Linked DNA regions of Mus musculus: region 1 is linked to region 2. Evidence: chromatin contacts called from public Hi-C data. All regions are on one chromosome and are shown on one strand. The core of a region is the stretch at or near the end of the contact, and the rest is flanking DNA. Distances in the headings are between cores, read along the strand shown.

Region 1 (5,777 bases), core at 2,512-5,011, 370 kb before region 2:
TCTTCAAAGGACTGAGAGGAATGGATAGGCCATGCAAATGGGCATGCATCTCACATCCTCATCATGCCCTATTCTGCCTACAGAGGTATTGGGCCAGTAGAAGACAAAACAAAGGTTACCTCCTCATTCATTTTGAACAGTGTTGAATAATCACATTTACATTATGAGTTTTGACAAGTTCTCAAATAGTTTTGACGTGAAAATTAAGAACCAGATTGTTTCAATTCCTCTGATATCAAACCAGCATTGGAGTATCCCCTTGATTCACTTTATTGAACAAAGTTTGTAATGTGGATGACAATGAGACGACAGGAAGAGAAGAAAAACAGCACAGTCGTTGTGCACATTTCTCAAACCCTGCTCCAGCCCTGTTTGAGAGGAGAGAACAATGCATTTGGGCACACCCGTGTTCTGGGTGCTGCTCAAATTTGTAATTGAGACTTTTGCATCTCAGATTGGCCTTGATATATGCACTATAATATCTCTAATTTAAGACAGCTTAATAACTTTCCCAAAGTAATACCTCAAATAGATGAGAGCTGGCAATTAGAACCTTAGGTTTGATATAGTGTGGGTTTTACTGTAAACATGAACAGGCCTACCAAAACAGCCACATAGATAATCAATTCCTATTGCAAATGACACAACTCCTAGACAAGTGCTCAACAACCTTATTTCATACATTAAGAGCAAGTTTGAAATCAGCAGCAAAGATTTCTCCTTGGCAAGCTATTATATTATGTCGAATTAAATGACTATTTTTTAATCCTGGTGTAAAGCACAAGGAAACAAATCTCCACTTTATCAGTTCAATCGGCAAAGCATACCTGAATTTCCCAAACGTCAGGAAATGTGCCGTGGATGAAGCAGAACAATATGTAGCCATCTGCTTAAGAAAGCAAATCTCAAGAGGAAGGAGCTGGCCAGCCTGTGGTCTATAAGAACATTTCTCTATGCATCTGCATAGACAAGCTGGACTCAAAAACTGCAGCAGACCCCAGCGTATCTGAACAATAATGTAAACATCCATGGCAGCCCCTGCTTCATGTGTTGCATGGCTCCAAATTACAATTACTTAAGGCAAACACTCAGTAAAGCTTACCTGGTCGATATAGAGTTTGACTGCTCATCCAAATTGCATTAAGGAAAGAGGTGCCAGACCCAAAATAAATATATACAGTGCTTAAAGTAATGTAACTGGAGAGGTAGAACTCAGAGTCAATAGAGGAAGGGGAAAAAAGGGTTGTTTTTATTGTTTTGCTTTGTTTGTTTTTAATCTGGTATCACAGCAAAGCAGGGGAGATGTGAAAGGAGCAAAAAATAGCATTTTACCCTGCAAGCTGGAATATCTTTAGCCTGTGAAAGATCAAACACAGTAAGAATAATATTGTTATGGCAAGGGCATCACAGAGAGAAGCTCCATTTGGAACCAGCAGAAGCAAATGGAATGAGCTTAATCGGTTGCTCGAGCAGCCTTCTCCATGTTCCCTCCCCAGCACACACTCCAGGTCAAGTGGTGGATCATTTCTTTCTGAAAACTGCCTAGAAGGTGTGCCCTTTCTTTGTATTACATCTCCTCGGCACTATAAAATAAACTGTCTATGGAGTGTTTTAATTTGCTATCGTCTTTGGGAAATCATGCTAATAAGACATTTAGTGAAAAGAGTGGCCTCCCAGTAAGTAGCAATAATCTTTTATGAGTGCTGCTGTGAACACCACGAACAAATACGTTGACCTTGAAAGTTCCAGTCTTCCCGTGAGAGCAAGAACAATGACACAAATATTCATTTAGATGAATGCTTACCACGCTTGGCCTTATCATTTCCAGCTACCCACATTTCAATTTTCCTAGTTATGCTCAGAAACTATGGCTTGTGATGGAAAGCAAGAGAAGGATACTGTTGCCATGGCAGCAAAAACATTTTTTTCCTCCCTCAAAAATAGTATGTCAGAGATCAGTAAGAAAAAAATGCTAACTGCACTTGCAGAGAAAATTAAATTTAAATACAAATTCTTACAGTTTTATCAAGGGCTATTTATGTTGGGTTGGTTTTTTTTTTCTGTCTTAATGTACAAAGATGTGTAACAATGGACTTGCTAGTTAAAATACAAGTTGCTTTTCCTTGCTTTGAGCAGATTAACCAACGTGCAGAATCCAGCCTTTAAAAATCTCAAATGGAATGGTGAGGATTTGCGAATTGTTTGAAATGATACTCAAAGAAGGATTTTCAAAAGCCACTCAGCTTCACAGCTAATTTTAAAACAACAAAGAAGCAAATACTATAATGACAAACACAAAAAGCAGCCAGTGTCATCCTTTTGAATTCCTTTGCTTGTCATTCAGCCAAGATATTACCCTTTTCCAAACTGGCTGAGTAACAACGCATGCTAATGTACCAACCTGGGCTGCTTATGTCCTCTACTGCATTCCATTTTGGTGATATCACATTTGCAGCTGCAACAGTGGCTTCTTGCAAGATAAAGACCCTAAAATTTTCCAGCGATCAGTGAGCTGTTTACATTTCCTAAGGAGAGAGTACAGCTCCAATGTTGCTGTCTTAAAGCTGGGTATTGCTTTCCCGCCAAATTCAGTGATTGCGCTCTGTTAGAATTAGTTGGCTCTGCAGCTCTTGCTGCAGTCCCTGTTTGTGCTGTTCCCATCCTTGGTGTGTTTTCTCTTTTATGTACTAAGATGAATGTTGGTATCAGGGCCTGCGAGGAGCGAGTGATCTTTCTACTGCATATTCCGAAGCATGTTGATACCTCTTGTTTCTATTCGGTGACAGAAATGGAATTCAAATCTCTCTCTCTCTCTCTCTCTCTCTCTCTCTCTCTCTCTCTCTCTCTCTCCTCTCACACACATACACACACACAAATGCCCTTGAGAAAATCAGTGCAGTATATGTTCTCATGTTCTGGTTACCTATAAATTGTTAATTGTTGTATGCAAATGTACTAAAGGCAGTTTTAATTACATGGCTTATTCTGCCTATGTTCAATTTATCACTGAGTTTCTGAGATTTATTTAGAAGCAAATCAATTCCCAGTCTGTATCCTGAGGCCAGTTGATTCCATGCAGCATGTCTACCAAATAAATATCCTCTACTGAACAAAGATTGAACAAACTGGCTACTGTATTAGAGGGACCAATTATACTACTCTTTCCTGGGAGAAATAAAAAGTGTGGTCATTATAGCTCAGTTTGGCTGTGGGGTAGGTTTTCTGTCTGGTCAATGTTTCCCTTAGAATCAACACAGGGGACTCACAATCTTTTCCTTTGTGATTATAATCAAATAGATTTCAAAATGTTCTTTGGAAAATAGGCTTATTGGGTCTCTCTCAAAGCAGGACTCCTCAGTACTCAAGAAAAAAACCCACAGTCATATTTTGGTTCTCTGGGGAATAGCCACCATAAAAGGTGTTTTCCTCAAGCTAGAGTCAGTGAGGTGAAATGAAGGTGGTAGTTTGCTGTAGCAGGGAGCTTCCCAAGATAGTGCTATCAGACTTTGCCTAAAAGTGGCATGGACTGTCTCAAAAGATCACTCTGTCTTTCTACAACCATTTCCTGCTTTCTCTTTACTGTTATGATGTATAAAATTGTTGTGGGTAATTGTACTTTGGAGTGTGATTCAAAGTTTGTGTTTCAGCCAGGGCCTAAAAGCAGCTTCAGCTAGCCAGCTTTGGCCCCCTCTGCAGATGTCATCCATCAGCATGCCAATAGTGGTGCAGCATGAGAAAAGCTGGCAGCACCGCCCTTGGTCTGTGGCCGAGCCCCACTATTCACCCCGAGGACATTTAATGTCTCACGGAGCCTTAAAGAATAGATTTGACTAAACTGGGTGCTAGTTGCTAAGATACCTAAAATAGGAACAATTATTTCTGTTGGACTTCAAGGGAACGAAAATAAATGAACAAGAATGAAAAGTGCCCAGAAAATTAGTCATGCAGAAAATAATTATACAATGTTCTCTGAAACCAAAGGGCTATGTATTATCACAAGGAACAACTTGCAGGATCTCACCATCACCACGCTGTCCCTGCTTCTGTATTCAGCTATGAAAGTGACAAATCAATCTTACTTTGAAAATAATCACTTTCTAATTACCCTGAGTGACACAAATCTGTGTAGATTGCACCACATCTCAGGGCTAAGAGGATTCAAATGTTCAATCACAATCCCCAATCCCTTCCAAACTTTATCTCAGTGTTGCGTTGTGGGGAACCTGTAACAAAGATGGGACCCAAGCTGATCAGTCAGGATCCAGGTAGAAACAAACGAGAAACTCAATAGATAAAATGTGACCATCTCTGATCCAGCTTTGAGAATGTCTAACTACTGTAACCCCCAAGTCTAGATGCATTTAATACATGGGAAAACACTGACCAGTGGAGTCACATTAAGTTACTCTTATCAAGCCATGGTTTACAGCCAATTCTAAGTACATACTCACATGACCCCTCTCCACCCATACCCCTTAGACAATCCTAGCTCCCCATCCTGCTCTTCTATTTGTTTCCTTTACAACCCACATTCTCATGTTTCTTTTCTTGTGCTCCAACTCACACAGGATATCCTTGTACCCAGAATTTGTCTTTCCCAACGTAACCTGATACACTCTTATTTATCAAGGTTTACCTCAACTGTGGCTTCCTATCTATAAGCCTTCGACTTTCCTGGTTACCCTTATGTCCAGTTTAGGATGTGGGTGTTGTTTGTTGTGTTTTTGCTTTGTTTGCTTTTGTTTTAAAATATGATCTGGCTGTGTTGCCCAGGCTAGACTCAGGTACCTGTAACCCCAGATCAGCCTCCCACATAGTTAAAATGAGAGGTCTATAATGTCATGTTTATATACTTCTCATACCTCATTTGTCAGTTTTGGTTACATATAACCTATTGTTCTTTGTCTCATGAGCTTCAAGGACCTTTTTTACTCACCTGCATACCCCACAGGACAAGTCTTGTACCTGGGTTGTTGCAACTAAGATAAATTGAAAGATCTTTCTAGAAATTCAGATAGCTCTAAAACAGAAAGTAACACCAGAGCATTGCCCCATGGATTTTGAAGTTTTTGCAGTAGAAATAAAAGTATTATTTCTTTTCTATGTTATTGATGTCCAATTTTAGAAGGTCTATTTAAGCAGTAACTATATTCCCTCCTTTTTAATTTAAAAATATGTGCTCAGTAGAAATTTTGCAAGTAGCCACTATTCATTTGTCTCCTTATCCAGCCTTTAAAAAAATTCAAGGTTCTAAATACCTTCGTGTCATTTATCTGTTGTCTAGAAGTAGAGTAGTCCATATATAGAACTTTCTAGGGGCCTGGAGTTTCAAAGAATACTCAGGTTAGCTGAGCTTCCTTCACAGATGATGGGCTTCATATGGAACAGAATATATAGATGCTTTCAAGGATCTGGTGACTGCACCCCCAGTCTTGAGAAGTCTTTCCAGCCCTTCACTTGAAGTCTTTATTCAGAAGTTTTATCACAGACTGCCTGCGATGTCAAGACTTTACATCACTGTTACAAAATATCTAGGCAGATTCAAAGATTTTAGTCTACTATAGTAGGGATGTAATAGATTAGAGCACCTGACAGTATGATGGTCAGTACAGAGAAAGACAGACACAGAGAGACTGAGACCAACAGAGAAAGACAAGAACAGAGAGATATTGAGAGACAGGAAGACAGAGATAATGACAACTAAAGGACTTTCTCCTGTATCCTCTTATATTTCCTCTAGACTTAAACCGATGGAGTGATAACCATTTAGGGTGCAT
Region 2 (5,852 bases), core at 2,421-4,920:
GCTCCCCATTCTATTACCTATAACTGAACATGATCTTTCTATGTAAGTAAAATACATAAAGCTTAAAGTTTTCAATTCATAATTATGTGAAACTAAGGACATACTTTTTAGACTACAATCCCCTCCAAAATCATTTTGAATGATTTTCACTTAGCAAAAACGTTAATAACAATTCTCTATCGTAGAATCCTGAAGACAATGAGTTTTAAAATGTGGCCATAATTGACAAATAAAGAGTTCAATGCAAGGAACTGGATACTTCCCTTCAAGTTATGGTCAAATATGCCCTTGAGATGTGTTTTCAATACAGGCTATGGTAATTGCTCTTGGTTTTACCTAAGGCCCGAGCTGAAGATGCTATACACATTGATCACAGGACACAGCGAAATCAAGTTTATGCTGACTCCCTCTTGCTGGTTAGCTTTTACAAAACTAGAAGGTGCTAAGTAGAAGGTGTTCCTGGGGGATAAGAGTCATTCAGTGTTTCTCAACTGTGAACCTTGCTGCAAACTGTAATAATACCAGCATGACAAGATCTGCTCACAGGTGCAATACTAGGACAGATGTCATGGGGGCAACCAACCAGTTTCTGCTTGCAATTAATGTCCACTCCACAGAAGGAAACACACGCCTGGTTTCTGTAAATCTGGCAGAGTCCATCACTGGGGAGCTCACAGGCCCCACGAATGAACCTATTACATTATTTTGCGAAATGGGTACAGTATCAAACTTCCCTCTAACTTCCACATCACTCTCTACCCATAGACTAGTGCAGCTCTGACGCCTCATCAGAGAAGTCTTTGTTCAGGGGCTGGTGTTTAACATGGAACTTCATAATGGTGAAGGTGCTCAGCTAGTGGAAGTGGAGTGCTCAGCCATAAAATGGGACATCTACATCACACCCCTTCCTAAGGTGCAGAATCACAGGAGGCAGAAAGATTGTAAGAGCCATAGGGCAGGTATAATCAAATCGAACCCATTTCCTAAGGATATGACAGGACCACTATACTCATGAATTCACAGCAGTTGTATCTGCCTGCAGAAGACCTATATAAGACCAAGCCAACCAATGTTCTAATACAGATGAAAATGGGCTTATGAGCCACCACCCAACTGAGGAGCTATTGTAGCTTGATGGCTTTGGGGGCTGGGAGTGAGGTGGGAGCAATCAGTCTTCTGTAAGGATACGGCTCCTGATGGGTGGGCCGCACTCCACTAGATGGCCCTACACCCTGAAGTAAAGGACTAAATAGATGGCAAAATTGATCTCAGTGAACTATTTAAAAAACAAGAGGGGGCAAAAACCTGAGGATCTGGAAGGAATAGAGTGAGAAAATATGATCAAAATATGCCACATGAAATTCTCGAAGAATAAAGGTACTTTTTAAAAATGTGACCATGTCTTTGAGCCTTTTACAAATATTACACATTTTAATAAATCTATAGTCTGTAACATTTTTAATATGTACAGCAATGTAAAATATTAAATGTCATTGATTTTTAAGTCAACTTTAAAACAAATACCACAAATATATAACATAATAATAAAAACAAATCATATATGTGTGTATTATATACATAGGAAATCAAGAGGTAGGATTTACTGGAACATAAAAGCACATACAAAGTTTTAACACTGAGATTTCTTTTCTGTGTTAAGACTCTCTAACCTGGTGCGGAGAAGCTGATTCAGGGAGTAACGTGTTTGATACATCAGCTTCAGATCTCTGGAACCCACGTGAAGGGCAAGAACAGAGGTGTGCCTCTGTAACCCCAGCCTTTGAGGTGACACACATAGATGACTCCCCGGGAATCACTGGCCAGGCAGTGTAGAACAAAATGATGTTCATGAGAGATACTGCCTGCCTCTCATGGAAAAATAAGGCAGAACAAGCAAAACCAGGATTGAGTCAATGACTCAAGAGACACAGGAAGGATCTCGTTGAAGATCTCCCCTGTGTCACTGCGGGCCTGTCTGTAGGTGTCTGTAAATATGAGTGAGTAAATGCCCCTCCACAGAGCTTTGCACTTACTTCACACATTCCCTGGCCACTCACTCTCTCACTTAGCAAGGTATTCTAGAAAGCATGTCACACAGCAACTGCAGTATGTAACCTGCTTCTCAGACCACACCCACTTCTGTGGAGAACTTTTACATACACCTGCACCTATACACGTGTCCCCAGAGGATAAGTTTCTAAGACAACTGTCACACTAAAGTATGTAGTTACACTAAGTGTCAATAAATACTGCTAAAATGCCCCTACCCATAAAGGTCAAGAAACAACTGAGAAAAATAACCCATTGCCAATACCTGGCTTCCATGTGCATCCACACTGGAGACACGCCTACTCACATACATGCAGATATCACATACATACAAATAAAAAAATTTTGAATAACTTTTTTTTAATTAGGTATTTTCCTCATTTACATTTCCAATGCTATCCCAAAAGTCCCCCATACCCTCCCCCCTACTCCCCTATCCACCCACTCCCACTTTTTGGCTCTAGCGTTCCCCTGTACTGGGGCATATAAAGTTTGCAAGTCCAATGGGCCTCTCTTTCCAGTGATGGCCGGCTAGGCTATCTTTTGATACATATGCAGCTAGAGACAAGAGCTCCGGGGTACTGGTTAGTTCATAATGTTGTTCCACCTATAGGGTTGCAGATCCCTTTAGCTCCTTGGGTAATTTCTCTAGCTCCTCCATTGGGGGGGCCCGTGATCCATCCAATAGCTGACTGTGAGCATCCACTTCTGTGTTTGCTAGGCCCCGGCCTAGTCTCACAAGAGACAGCTATATCTGGGTCCTTTCAGCAAACGCTTGCTAGTGTATACAATGGTGTCAGCGTTTGGAGGCTAATTATGGGATGGATCCCTGGATATGGCAGTCTCTAGATGGTCCATCCTTTCGTCTCAGCTCCAAAATTTGTCTCTGTAACTCCTTTCATGGGTGTTTTGTTCCCAATTCTAAGAAGGGGCAAAGTGTCCACACTTTGGTCTTCATTCTTCTTGAGTTTCATGTGTTTTGCAAATGGTAACTTATATCTTGGGTATCCTAAGTTTCTGGTGAATATCTAACTTTTAAACTATACAATACTGAGTAACTAAGTGATGATAACACCATCACTTAGTATACATTTCCAATCAACTTTTTCAAAATGCAAATGCTTAACTAATACAATCAGCTAAACAGTAGTCTAAATTATGTAAATAACCAACACATCATAGTACTAAACTAAAATGATTCTTTCTAACTCAAGTCTTAAATATGCTAGTTTGCTTAACTTAAGTACTTTCATCTACTTGCAAATGACAAAGTAAGTTTTTCTAGCAAATGCTGGAATAATTTAGAGAAACTGGCATCAGGGCCATTATGAAGAATGACTAAGGCAAAAATCTGGATACTTACTTTGTTATTTTGTGTCACAAGAATACTTCCACCCCCAGGCTTTAAAGGCACCTCTTCCATAGCTCCAAATACATCAGTCTCAACAGAAAAAGTCAATTCTAGACCCAAGTCACTAATATCATTATCTAAAATCCATTGCAAATTTTTGGCATATTCAGGATCAATAGATGCTACATCTTGGTAATTTACAGGAATACCTAAAAAGAAAATTGAAAAGACAGCAGTTACAATATAGGCACTTCTGACTTCCCTTTACTGATTTAATGGTGAAATGCTGCCCTCTACAGATACTCTGAAAAACCACAAAATATAATCAAATTTGCAGCATGTTTAAAATGGATGCTAATTTCTAAATTTAGAAGTCCATTAAATTAAGCTGCTGTTCCTTCTTCATCTTTACAATGCTGTCTTTCTTTGAAACAGCTATTTAGGAAGCTGTTATAAGCTTCAGAATTGCCAATTACTTTAGGTATATGCATAAAAAAATGGATGCTTTGTATAAACACATACACACTAAAATGGAAATGCAAAAAAAAAAAAGTGATTTTAAAAAAAGGTAGAGCATTTTTCTCTCCCTCTAGCCCCCAGATACTTTAGGAACACAGATGGTCTCTTATCAGAGCAGTAATTATTTCAACAGAAATGGCAAAACTGGCACTTATCCAATCCATTCTCTCTAAAAGCTGCAAGGAAAGCAATGTAAATGTCTTCAGAAGTGAGGGTACATCCATACCGAGAATGTGCTTGTAGAATGATCGTGTGAAGTAAATATTGACCAGCTGCCTGTGGTTCAAAGCTAACCCCAAGATCTGTCCAGCAAACCGGAAATAGTTCAAGTGATCAGGATTGACATAGGAGTTGCTGTTGGGCTGGAAAGTTGTTCCTATTGAAATAAATAGAGGACAGTAAGATCTATATGCAGAAAAGAACATTCCAATGCAGGTAACTTTATTCACATGTAACTCACTCAGCATGGCTATGGTTACATTATGCAGACTACAGCATGCAGTTCTTTGCATAATCTACAGAAAGACAGTAGAATTGGAAGTATAAAAGATGATCATCAGTTCACACTTGAGAGGAAGTCATAAAATACTTCTGACTGACACCAAAGAGTCCCTGGTAAACACAATAAAAGATCATACACATATGCAAACATTTTTCTAGGAACTGTGGCAGTAACTACTCAGCTATAAATCTGACAGACACTGCTTCATTCATCTGTACATGCCCAGTACTCACTAGATGTTGCATATTAAGATACACAAACTATGAAAAGAACCATTCTTAAGTAATTTGATTACTGAATGTGATGCCTATTAATACCAATTAATGACTGGGAACTCTGCCCACCTAACTCATCCTACTCTCAAAAGGCAAATAATCAAGTTTAAACAACTACCAATGATGTGAAAGTGACAACAGCAACCATATGATCACTCAAACCTATGTAGTAGCGTGATACAGTCCATCTTTATGAACTATATGGAATAGACAAATTTAGAATAGAGGCGCAATAAATTAGTGGTAGAGGAAGCTGAATCTAAGGTACAGAGTTTCTCCTCAGGCTGGTGGGACAGCCCCAGAATTAGACTTGGTGATGACTGCAGAGCATAGCAAAAGGACTTAATGCTAACAAACGATCTACTTTCAAATGTCTTCAGTGGTGAATTTTATATTTTACCAAAGAAGAAGAGGAGGAGGAGGAGAAAGACAAAATGACACACTAACTTCCAAAAGACCTAGCAAAATAGTGAAATCTAAAGCCACACCTTGACTTTAACTCCCCTTCAATACTTTTTCTGGCCATTGACGTGAATTACAAATTCATTTGTTCATAGAGCAGAATATACATTGAGTTTGTGCTTTACACTACTATTTGAAAAACAAGGCTTAAACAAAGACAAACTGATAAAATTAATGAAACAGCACCAAAGAAAACTGGGCAGGTATTAGAAAATGAGTGTCTAGACACCTTGAATACTTGCTGTTTCATAGGCTTTTGATTTGCTAGTGCAAGGCTGGATTAAACTGCTGTTTACTTAGGTTCGAAGGAACAGATTTGGAAACTTGTTTGTGACTGAATGATGAATAGACATGTGAAACACACCAGTCACTCTAAATTGCCTCTCGTAATGATTTCCTATCGCAAGGCAAGAGGAGATGTTGACAGCCAAAAAAGACTTCAAAGACAAACATAACCATAACTCCAAAAGATAGTATGAGTATAGCCATACTTTTACCTACGTATGTGATAATACTTGGACTATAGATGAACCAGCAAAGATTTTGGTGACTCTACTTTCTTCTCCCAGTTCTGTATATTCCTCCACTATCTACTGAGTTCCTGAGAATGCTGGTTCTTAAAAAGAATAGATTTAAAAAAATTAAAACTAGCACATAGGCAAAATTCTTCAGCAAAGTAATTTTATTCAAAAAC

Evidence for each region. A called contact is a pair of places that touch in the nucleus more often than the background predicts.
Region 1: a Hi-C map of cortical neurons shows a contact between it and region 2. The contact joins two enhancer-like sites. A contact is called at or near these places in 3 of 484 Hi-C or Micro-C datasets (all in cortical neurons).

What each region holds. Positions count from the first base shown.
Region 1 is chr10:46,043,900-46,049,676 of GRCm38.p6, reverse strand. No RefSeq gene overlaps it. Among named protein-coding and RNA genes, the nearest start is that of Gm35430, 180 kb to the left of the region's middle. Within about 2 kb of position 3,761, at least 21 of the 459 cell types and tissues checked have an H3K27ac peak or open chromatin away from gene starts, as enhancers often do. A contact at or near this core is called in cortical neurons, where this site is marked.
Region 2 is chr10:45,674,824-45,680,675 of GRCm38.p6, reverse strand. Hace1 (HECT domain and ankyrin repeat containing, E3 ubiquitin protein ligase 1) reads right to left here. Exons shown (of 24, transcript NM_172473.3): 18 at 4,146-4,295; 19 at 3,413-3,609. Among named protein-coding and RNA genes, the nearest start is that of Hace1, 100 kb to the right of the region's middle. Within about 2 kb of position 3,670, at least 4 of the 459 cell types and tissues checked have an H3K27ac peak or open chromatin away from gene starts, as enhancers often do. A contact at or near this core is called in cortical neurons, where this site is marked.